Regions from separate parts of the Triticum aestivum genome. Here region 2 is linked to region 1. The links are chromatin contacts, called in public Hi-C maps. All regions are on one chromosome and are shown on one strand. The core of a region is the stretch at or near the end of the contact, and the rest is flanking DNA. Distances in the headings are between cores, read along the strand shown.

Region 1 (5,391 bases), core at 969-3,468:
AGTAGATCTTAGACCATCTCTAGTGTTGACCAAAAGCGAATTTAAAACTCCTTCAAACCGATTACACAAATTGCAGCTACCAATGCTAAATGTTCAGAGGAGAAAAACGACACACCAGAGCGCCTTGTGTTTCATCCGTGCAAAGGGATAGGGACCATGGAGGAGCACATTTTATTTTCTATTCCATATGATCTCCATGTTTAGTTGTTGGAGCTTGTTCTTACACTGGAGCAAAATAATTAACCATTCCAAGTTCCTACTTTTTGATTTGAGTCGATCCACCACTAGAGATGATCTTAAAGGTCTTGGAAAGAGAGTGGTAAACATCACAAGAACACAAATATGAAACTTGAAAATAATATGTTGCAAGAGAAGTCATTAAAGTAATACCTTGAGATTAATGAGTCGCTCATTGCCGAGTTCTATCCCTAGAATGAAAGCGTCATGTAGGTTAAAAGACGCACTTCATGCTCACAAAAGAAATCCACAGGCTTTGAATAAACTATTAAGGAGAATAATCGGTGTTGATAGAGATGGAGAGTGTGAAGGAATTGATCAATTACCTTTAGCAATTTTCATAGCAAGAGAAGGTATGATTAAGCCGCTATATGAATCACCTGAAATATAGAGTGGATTTGGCAAGAACTGCGGATGTTCATCAAACCACTGTGAAGACAAGGAAACAATTGGAAAATTGTACCGATATGTTAACTTGTACATTCTAGTCGAAAAAGCATATAGATTAGAGCAGGTGGAGAGTGTAACCAACCGTTTCAAGGAAAATGTGCAGCTGCTGAACAACAATTGTGTCACTTTGTATGGTTCTCTTGTCTCCGGTCGCATATGAGAAGCCTGTTCCTACCGGAGAATCCACGAAGATGATGTTGCTAACCTACAATATATACGGAAGCAACACATTACAATACATAGCTTGCAAAAAAGAAGTCTTACATTGTGGTATGGAGGGAGCATATTTTTTACGCAACTACACACTACAATTTCTCCGCCGGAAGGAGGGGTTCTTAATTTTGTTGTATCAAAGGGAAAATTTGATTTTTGCCACTCTAGATTCCGCCAATTTTCTATATGCCACTCCAGATTTTGACATTTCACATTTATCACTCTTAGTTTTTGACAATTATCACAATTGCCATTCCCGTGGCAAGAGCAAAATTTTCAGAATGACAGTTGTGATAATTATCAAAAGCTAAGAGTGGCAAAAATGAAATAAAACTATTTTGCTTTTGCCACATAATGGCAATTGTGATAATTGTCAAAAGCTATGAATGGCAAAAGTGAAATGTGAAAACCTGGAATGGCATAAGAAAAATTGGCAAAAACAAAAAAATTCCCATCAACTAACCCCGCAACATAAAATTCATAACAAAACAGAGAAAAAGGTTTCACCTTTGCCCAAGACGATGGCTGGTAGAGCAGAGTAGGCAGGCCTCCCATGTAGCCATGGAAGTCAAAGTTGAAAGGGCCGATCTCGTAGGCGAGGCCTGAGAGGGCGGAGCAACCGGGCCCGCCCGTGAGCCAGAGAAGGACGGGGTCCTCCTCCGGGTCGTTCTCCGACTGGATGAAGTAGTAGAAGAGTTGGGCGCCGTCGTCCAGCCCCACGTACCTGCACCACGTGGACGTTGCATCATCATCATCCGAGGAGCGGGAGGAGGAAGAAGACAGAGAGCAGAGCACATGTATAGTATACGCACCCTGTTTCGAGGGAGAAGGGCAGGGGTCCGCTGAAACCGGGCAGCCGCGGCACGGCTTTGGTGGTGATAGACGGCGCTGCGGCGGAGAAGAAGGGATGGAGGAGGAGCAGCAGCAGGGATAAGAGCACAAGCGGCGGCCGGTGGGGCGGCGGCGTCGTCGCCATAGCTAAGCTTGACTCCATCGCCTTAGCTATGTGGCAAGCTTTGCACTAGCTGACTTGATTTGTTTGGATCGATGTTGGGACTGACCATCTGCTAGTGGAGTACTACACACGTACGAGAGACGAATTGAATAGCGTACCTACCCTCGTGTGTGAATCAACACATGAGAGAGACCATGAAAAACATGCATGCACTACCTGTACGAGTCAGGTCAGGTCAGCATCATCGTCGTCGCGTACCCCTCAAATCATGCTAAACTTAATCAGACGGGTCAAAACAGTGAAAATATCCCTGTTGTGCAGTGGCGCTACACCTACTGGCACTGGCAGGCAGGCAGAGTTACCGGGGATTTATGCAAATGGACGCCCGCGCCATCACTTAAATTCAGGCAGGCAGAAGCGGCGTTGAGGATTGTGCTACCCTCCCTACATGGTGAGCGTCACAGCTGAGTCACTGGCGAGCGGTCCAGTGCTGTCACGTCGTCATAACCACGGTGGATGCATATGTAGTTGGGTTAATTAAGATGGGTCAGCTGCAGTAGTACGCTACACACTGGACGTCGACGCCGACGTACCGGAAGAGCATACACCCGGGCCGTCCCTGTCACTGTCCGGTCTTTTTTTTTTACCCAGACGGCCATCTTAAACGTGCCTCAAACGTCCGGCTGATCGACACCCGCATATCCAGCCTAAATATGGGGCTGTTATGAAGCGCCCGGGCATGCCCGCCACATCGGTCTGACGGCGGGGTCCCATGCGAAAACGCCCGGAAATCCGGCGGTCCGACGGACGCCGCATCCGTCGGGGCAGTGTGAACGCCGCGTGGCGCCGCTCCGGCTTGCCGTTCAAGACCAAATCCGAGTATTTAAGCCGGACTGCGTCCCGCAACCCTAACCCATCCACCTCCTCCATCTCCTGCTTCGGCGCTCTGCCCACGCTCCGGCACCACGCCATGGTATGGAGCAAGATCACCTACTACGCCATGCTGACGCTGGAGCACTGCTACGAGATCCAGCAAGAGATCCGGGCAAGGCAAGCCGCGCGCCGCCCGCATCGTTGCCGGCCTGCCTCCGGGCTCGCCGGAGCCGGAGCCGGAGGAGGAGGAGGAGCAACCGGGGGAAGAGAAGGAGAAGGAGATGACTTCGATAGAGGTGGAGGAGGCGGAGGAGCCGGACCAGCAGGTGCCAGCCTTCAACATGGAGCAGTCGGATGCGGAGTTCGCCGTCATCTAGTCCGACGAGATGGCCGAGCAGCAGGCCATCCTGGAGTCCATCCAGGATGAGACCTATGTGAAGGCCAACCGGGGGTTCCTCCGGCGGGAGCAGGCGGGGTCCGACACGCTCTTTGCCGAATTCAACGCGGAGATAGAGGCGGAGGAGGCCAGAGTACAACAGCCGGAGCTGCAGCTGCCGCCCATGCTGCCGGAGTCGGGCACGGAGATCGCCATGATCTCCGACGAGGAGTAGCTAGGATCGACATAGTACGTAGGTTCTACTTTTTTCGCATGTCTTTGTATGCATATAAGAATCGAGTATGAGATATCCGAAGCAACAAATGAAATTTGAGGCGTGCCCGGTCACTGCCCATGTCCATGCCCGGACGCGTCCGTGGATATTTAAGAGGCCATATTTGTCATATATGATTGTAGTAGATGCTCTAACACGGCGTTCATGTCGATCGACCCCATCCATCCACAGCGACCCAGCATAGCACCAACCAACATGTGCACGCAACTTGGCTGCTACCGACGATATTTGATGCGACTTTGATAGCTTCACTAGGAGTACCAAGGAGTATACAGCATATGGATGAGCTTTTAACTGTAACTCCTTTTTGTATGTGGAGAAAACCCTTTTTGTTTGACTTGTACTAGTACATAGAAATCATACATACGTTGGCACCATTATATTACAGGCCTTTGCATAGGCTCAACGTCCACCCAAATCTCATAATCTGAAATGAATAGGACAAAAGAAAAACAGAGCTTTTTCCTGTGGGAGCTTATTTATTCATTTCCACCGGCTCCCCCACAAGCAGTGGCGGTGCCAGAAGTTCAAGTATGTGATGTCAATTTAAACTTATAATGTAAAATACATGTGTATTTACAAATTTTCTACCATCTTCGGCATAATTTTTACTTGTAATTAAGAGTTTCACCAAAATGTTGTGTGGTCAAGTGACTACACTACTGGAACGTGGCTTCGCCACTGCCCACAAGCTCAAGTAAGCTCAATGAATGCTCACGGCTCAAAAGCCGCAATACAACACATACATGTCTATTCTCTTATTTGTCACTTATACAGCACACCTTGCTAGCAATCTTCTGCACTGCCACATCATCAGTTGATCGCTCAAAGAGGCTCACCGGAAAGCCATCTATCGATCATAGCCAGGCACTCCCTTGGCATGTACTCCGGGGCTGTGTGGCCAGCGCCCTACACGCACATATTTAAATTAACCAAATCACAATTGATTTTTTACTTACTCCGTCCGGAATTAGTTGACGCTCAAACATATTTATCTAGCATTAAAATACGTCTAGATACATAAGTTTGAGCGTCGGCTAATTCCGGACAAAGTAAGTACTAGATTACTCCCTTTGTAACTTAATACTCCCTCTGTTTCTTTTTAGTCCGCATATAAGGTTTGGTCAAAGTCAAGCTTTGTTGAGTTTGACTAACTTTATATTAAAAAATATAAACATTCACAATATAACATCAATATTATCAGATGCACCATTAGTTTTAGTATTGTAGATGTTCATATATTTTTATATAAATTTGGTCAAACTTTGTGTAGTTTGACTTTGACCAAATCTTATATGCAGACTAAAAAGAAACGGAGGGAGTATAAGACGTTTCTTTATACTATCATAGTGTCAAAATATGTCTTATATCAAGTTAAAGAGGGAGTACTTGTTATGGATGCTAACTAGCTTTGGTAATTAAGCTCAAGTTAAACCTGAAAGCAGTTAATGGCGCACGTACCTTCACGGTTGCGTATGTCAGATTGTTGGAGTAAGTTCTTGTGTATCTATGCAAAACAAGAGAAAGAAAAGGCGACGTGTAAGGCATCAATATGTGAACTACGACTGCTCAGCTTTCCACTATAAACACACTAGGCCTCTGCACCAGAGGTGCACACAGCCAGAACGTATAAGTTGTGCTGGGTCGGCGTCCTTACCCCACAATTTGGTCGTCCAGATGCCATGGTCGCCAACGGTCTGTGATGGGCAGGTTAAGTCGTCTGATCCATGCTTGGGTGTCAACATAGGATATTTTACTGTCATGATCTCCACTGCAGCATCATGAAACAACGAATCTAGTTATTAGCTTACGGTTGTAATTAATTAAGCGACTGTTCACCCAAGTGTATATTTCCATCATCAAATGACTATTCAGGTGAAACGTATATTAGCACGCGTGCTTACCTGTATATCATAGCCCGGTATCCTCTAGTAATCAAGGCTAAATGATCATCGACCGTGCTGCTGATTTCATTCGTGTAAGGTAGATTGA
Region 2 (5,136 bases), core at 422-2,921, 110 kb after region 1:
AATGTGAAACACCTAAGGATTTAGATTAGAGGTACATTTAACAAAGGTCGCCAATTCTTTTCTAATATTTCAATGGGAAGTAGAATGAGAAATGTTCCAAGAGGCAACATCAGAGGCCAGCAAAAGAATGTCTGTCAAAAACGTGGGACAATGAATATTAAGGCGGGCCGCCAACTGAGCTGCACAGGCAAGAGCTACAGCTTCTGCTTGAAGAGGAGTAGAAGTAGAAGGTGCCGAAGCTTGACTTGAATATTGATCTCACCTTGGTTTGAAGGAATATAAAAATAGACACCGACACGTGTCCCCACTTGTCCATGTGTAAGACCTGGAATTTTTTACGACCGAAGCGCTGCATCCGAAAAAATCTTAGTACCAAGGATCAATAAATCAGATTTGAGAGTGCGGCCCTGTATAGGAAGATCGTGAGAAGCATGCATGTTAATTATTATTAGAGGATTTCTTATTAGGGAAATGGAAAGGCTCCTCTTGAAAGCCATAATCCATATTAGCCGCAACAATTTGGACTTGATATGGAAGATGCGTTTTGCGATCAAACAGAAAATCATTTTTAGCTTTCCAAATACACCACAAAAAATTGAGAACATTCTGCAAAGAAGCATGCGGCTGACCCATAGTAACAAGGTGAATAAGAATGGAATGCATTGTCAAGCGTCCTTGAATAAGAATGTCAGATCGAAGAAACCAAGGGGCCGAGAACCAAACTGCTCTAGCAAAGTCACAAAGAAAGAAAAGATGAAAACCATCTTCTTGTTGAGCACATCTACAATAGTTCTGAGAGATATCGTAGAAAAAAAGGACCCGCTCTCATCCCCGTAGGCAGAGCCCTACTAAGAAGTCTCCAAGCAAAGGTTTGAACTCGAGGAAGCAAGTTTTTTTGTTTCCAAATAGTCTTAAGAAAGTTTTTCAAGTCTGAAGAAACATCCATAGGAGCAGTTCTGGGATGAGCATAAATTGCGTGCAAGCAGAGTTCATAGGCCTTTTCTAGGTGCACGCCTACCTCTCCATGACTGGCCAAGGAAAACCAAGCCTTCCGTTATGGGAGGACCTCCTCCTGGCACTGGGCCGGCCACCGAGCGTAAGTACAATGGGTGACCTGACGAGGAAGGAAAAAGTACATCAGCAATTCGTCCCCGTGCCGAACCCCGACGGTGACTCCCGTTGTTTAGACGCCATTGAATCCGTCGTAACAGCTACATGTCCACAGTACTTGGCATTTCCGGATGGGTCTGTCTAGGATACATTTAGATGTGGCATAGTTATGTCACATCTAAGTTGATGTTCATTTTGTTTGTGTTTTTCTTTTTTTGCTTTTTGTTGCTGCATTATATTTTTATGAAAGCTTAGATGTGACATTTTGAAAAAAACATCTAGATGTGAATTAGACAGTTCTCGGATAACACCAACGCTCCGCCATTAGCCTAGCTCTACAGCATAACGACCCGACTTATTTTCGAGGCCTCATCGGGTCAGCGGATTAGTTCGCTTCCTTGCTTGCTAGGATGGATCGACAGACCACGCACCCGTGGCTTTCACGGAGAAGATGGACGGCGACGGCCGGAAAGACGAGGACACGAGGTTGCCACCTCCCTACCGCCCATGCCCATCGCTCATCGTCCGCCACCCGCCGGTGCACACGTTCCTGTCGTAGTCTGTCGACCGATCGATCCACTTGCTACATGATCGTCGCACAAACGCAACGGAACAACAGCGACGGAGCACCCGCACCGGCCGGCCGGCACGTGCTTCCAAGCCGGTAAAGCTCAACATGATGGGTATGACGTGAGCTGCTGGTTTGCCCATCTCAGTTAGAGTACGTACAGTGCGCAGACTGCGAGAGGTATCTCTTCTAGAGTTCTAGTATTACCTACAATACAACACGTATTTTAAAACCAGCTCGTTGTTTCTTGACATACTCCTCCAGATAATCACCTACTACTGGTGCTGATCTCTTCATTTAATTTGCATTAGCGTGCTGGGCTCGTATAGCTAGCATCAGAGACCACGGCATAGTAGTGTGCGGCAGTGAATCGTACCACGACATTCTCGATCCATCCCATCTGTAGGGGAATTAGTTAGGGGCTTGATCTACCCATCACCAGCAAAGCATAATTAATGAAGGACCCCTCGAGCTAGCTTGCAGCTACTGTGACCAATTCCGATCCAGTGCAAGGAACTACTCCTTCCGTTCCAAAATAGATGACCCAACTTTATACTATCGTTAGTACAAAGTTGGGTCATCTATTTTGGAACGAAGGGAGTACGTGGGTTAACTTATGGACGTGATCGACATCTGGTCCTCTTTACGTATTTATATGTAGACCGTTTGTTCGGGATGTAACCTCTCACAGACAATTTTATTTCGTACAGGTGGATGTGGATCCATCGCACATAATTATAACAACTGTGTCAAAGTCCTTGCATGGCAGGTAGTAGGATTCTGAAAACACGGGGATAGAAAAGACATGTCAAAACAGGTGATAGAAAACCACAGTTGCAAACTTATATTACATGTTTGGTTCATACTTCCTCCGTTTCTAAATGTAAGTCTTTTTAGACATTTTAAATGGACTATAAAATATGGATGTATATAGACATATTTTAAAATACAGATTTATTAATTTTGCTTCGTATATAGTCACTTGTTGAATCTTTAAAAAGACTTATATTTGGGAACAGAGGGAGTAGATGATAGGAAAAACACTGTTGTAAACCGGAAATTCAATTCGGCTCCCGGGCCCAAAAATTATTACAACTGTGTCAAAGTCCTTGGCTCCTTGCCTGAGGGGTAGGATTCTGAAAACACGGGGATATAATGGACATGGAAATTTGATAGGAATACATATCAAAACAGGTGACCGAAAACCACAGTCGTAAACTTATATCACATGTTTGGTTCATAGATGTAGGAAATTGTAAACCGAAATTCAATTCGGCTCCCGGGAGCACGTGCGTGAGTGCCCTAAAATATCTTTTCTTTCTTCTTTTCCTTTCTCCTTTTATTTTCCTATTCTTTCTACTTTTTTTATTCAATTTTTTTCTTTGAAACTCTGCGAACATCTTTAAAATTCGTGAATATTTTTGGAAACCATGAACATTTTTAGAATTTGCGAACATTGTTTGTGAATGTTATTTTTTTAAAATCACACTTTTTAAAAGAAATTCATAAACGTCTTGTGAAATTGTGAACATTTTCTAAATTTGTAAATAATACTTACTAATTCGCAAACATATTTCCAAAATTGTGATCATTTGTTTGAATCGATGAACTTTATTTGAAATTTGAGAATAATTTTTAGAATTCAAAAATATATTTTTACGAAGATTTTTGAAATGCATGAACATGTATCGAAATCATGAATATTTTTTAAACCAGTAATTTTTTCAATGGATGAAATTATTTTGAAATTCTTAAATATTTTATGATTTTCTTGACATTTATGAATAATTCACAAACATTTTTCAAAGTCATGAACATCTGTTGATTTCTGGAACATTTTTATTTCGAATTCATGAACATGTTTGCAATATGCAAATAGTTTTTCAAAATCATGAACATTTCTGAACTGCAAATATTTTAAAAATTCCCAAACACTTTTTCTAATCATGAACATTTTTTGAATTCACGGATATTTTATGATTTTTTGAATATATTTTTTTCGCAAATTCACATTTTGTGTCATAAATTAAACTTTTTTGAAACCCCGTAGTATTTTAAAGAGAAAAAAACAGAAAGCGAAAAAGCGACATGAAAAAGTTGGGTCGTCCCGCTACGCACATGGACCGCCCCTAAAACAAGTGCTGGGGGTAGTCGGAGATGCTCGACCCCGTAGGTCGCTGAAAAAGGAGCTCCCTATTTGAGGCACATTGCATCGAGTTGTCACCATACGCTCATTGCCTAAAACAGTCACCATATCAAAAGGAGGAGGGAGCGAACTAGTTAAATGGGCGCATGGAAGCTTCCTTTGACCGGTTATAGGAATATTTTAGAAATTTCCTGACTGTTTTCTTCACAATTTCAAAATTCGGTCATGTTTTTGAAAAAGTTCAGGTTTTAAAACAACTTGGTGTTTTCAATAATTGTTCACCACACAAAAATGTTTAGAATTATAAAAACATGTTTAATAAATATTCATATTTTTTTCAAGTAGTGTCGCTACATGTCGATCCATGTGCCCCCCTGTGGTGCGTAGGTCCCGAGCGGGTGACCGGACGAGCGGGGTAAAGCACAACAGCCATTTTGCCTCTCTCCAGTGCGAACCCCGACGGCGACTCCCGTCGTTGCAGCGAGGTGTGCTCCAGTCACTGGGCACTGGCGGGCGGTCCACGGTGCTGTCATTTCCGGATAACACCACGTTCCACACCCTGACGACCCGACTTATTTCGAGGCCGCGACCGGTCGCATCCTTGCGAGGGATGGACACACCACGCACCCGTGGCTTTCACCGAGATGGACGGCGACGGCCGAGACGATCGACGAGGTTTCTACCACTGCCATAAGCGAGCGCCGCCCGCCGGTACACAGGCACGCACCTGTCGTCTGTCAACCGATCGATCCACTTGCAAAAGCATCGCCGCCTCGTCGTCGAACAACCGCAACGTCGACGGAGCACCCGCACCGGCCGACCGGCACGTGCTTCCAAGTTAGTTAACCTCCGCATGATGGGCATGTCGGCCGTTGCTTTAATTTGTCTATCTCATCTAGAGTACACGTACAGTGCAGAGACTGCGAGAGTTATCTCTTCTAGTTTTATCTTCAATACTTGTTTAAAATCTAATGAATCGCTCGCTGTTGGTTGACATGCTCAGCATTTTAAGCTAGCAGCGACCGGTGTCGTCGTACGGCGCTTCATTAGATTCGCATTAGCGTGCTGGGCTTGTCAAGCTAGCATCACAGAGACCACGCTACAGTAGCGTGCGCCAGTGAATCGTACGACGACATTCTCGATCCATCTCATCTGTAGGGGAATTAATTAGGAGCTATATATACTCCCTCTCTCTCAGTTTACAGGGCGTACCCGTACCCTTAGGTCGTTAATTTGACCAACCTAATACAAGTCATATATTACAAAAAATACACCAATATAAACTTCAGATGTTCTATTTTCAAACGATATA

The links. Hi-C and Micro-C count contacts between places; a contact is called where the count stands out from the background.
Region 2: a contact with region 1 is called in a Hi-C map of leaf, with 2.9 times the contacts expected there. The contact joins the enhancer-like site here to the promoter of LOC123093731 in region 1. A contact is called at or near these places in 4 of 5 Hi-C or Micro-C datasets (leaf and root) and 1 of 1 datasets of contacts at active chromatin or transcription factors (leaf).

The regions. Positions count from the first base shown.
Region 1 is chr4B:633,265,320-633,270,710 of IWGSC CS RefSeq v2.1, forward strand. It overlaps LOC123093731 (serine carboxypeptidase-like 10), which reads right to left and starts at 2,219. Exons shown (of 14, transcript XM_044515762.1): 1 at 2,072-2,219; 2 at 1,713-1,978; 3 at 1,408-1,624; 4 at 770-892; 5 at 564-666; 6 at 391-428. The coding sequence starts at 1,894. It overlaps LOC123093730 (serine carboxypeptidase-like 1), which reads right to left. Exons shown (of 13, transcript XR_006445521.1): 10 at 5,304-5,391; 11 at 5,057-5,170; 12 at 4,861-4,906; 13 at 3,926-4,308.
Region 2 is chr4B:633,375,025-633,380,160 of IWGSC CS RefSeq v2.1, forward strand. No RefSeq gene overlaps it. Among protein-coding and RNA genes, the nearest start is that of LOC123093732, 12 kb to the right of the region's middle. Within about 2 kb of position 1,672, at least 1 of the 8 cell types and tissues checked has an H3K27ac peak or open chromatin away from gene starts, as enhancers often do. A contact at or near this core is called in leaf, where this site is marked.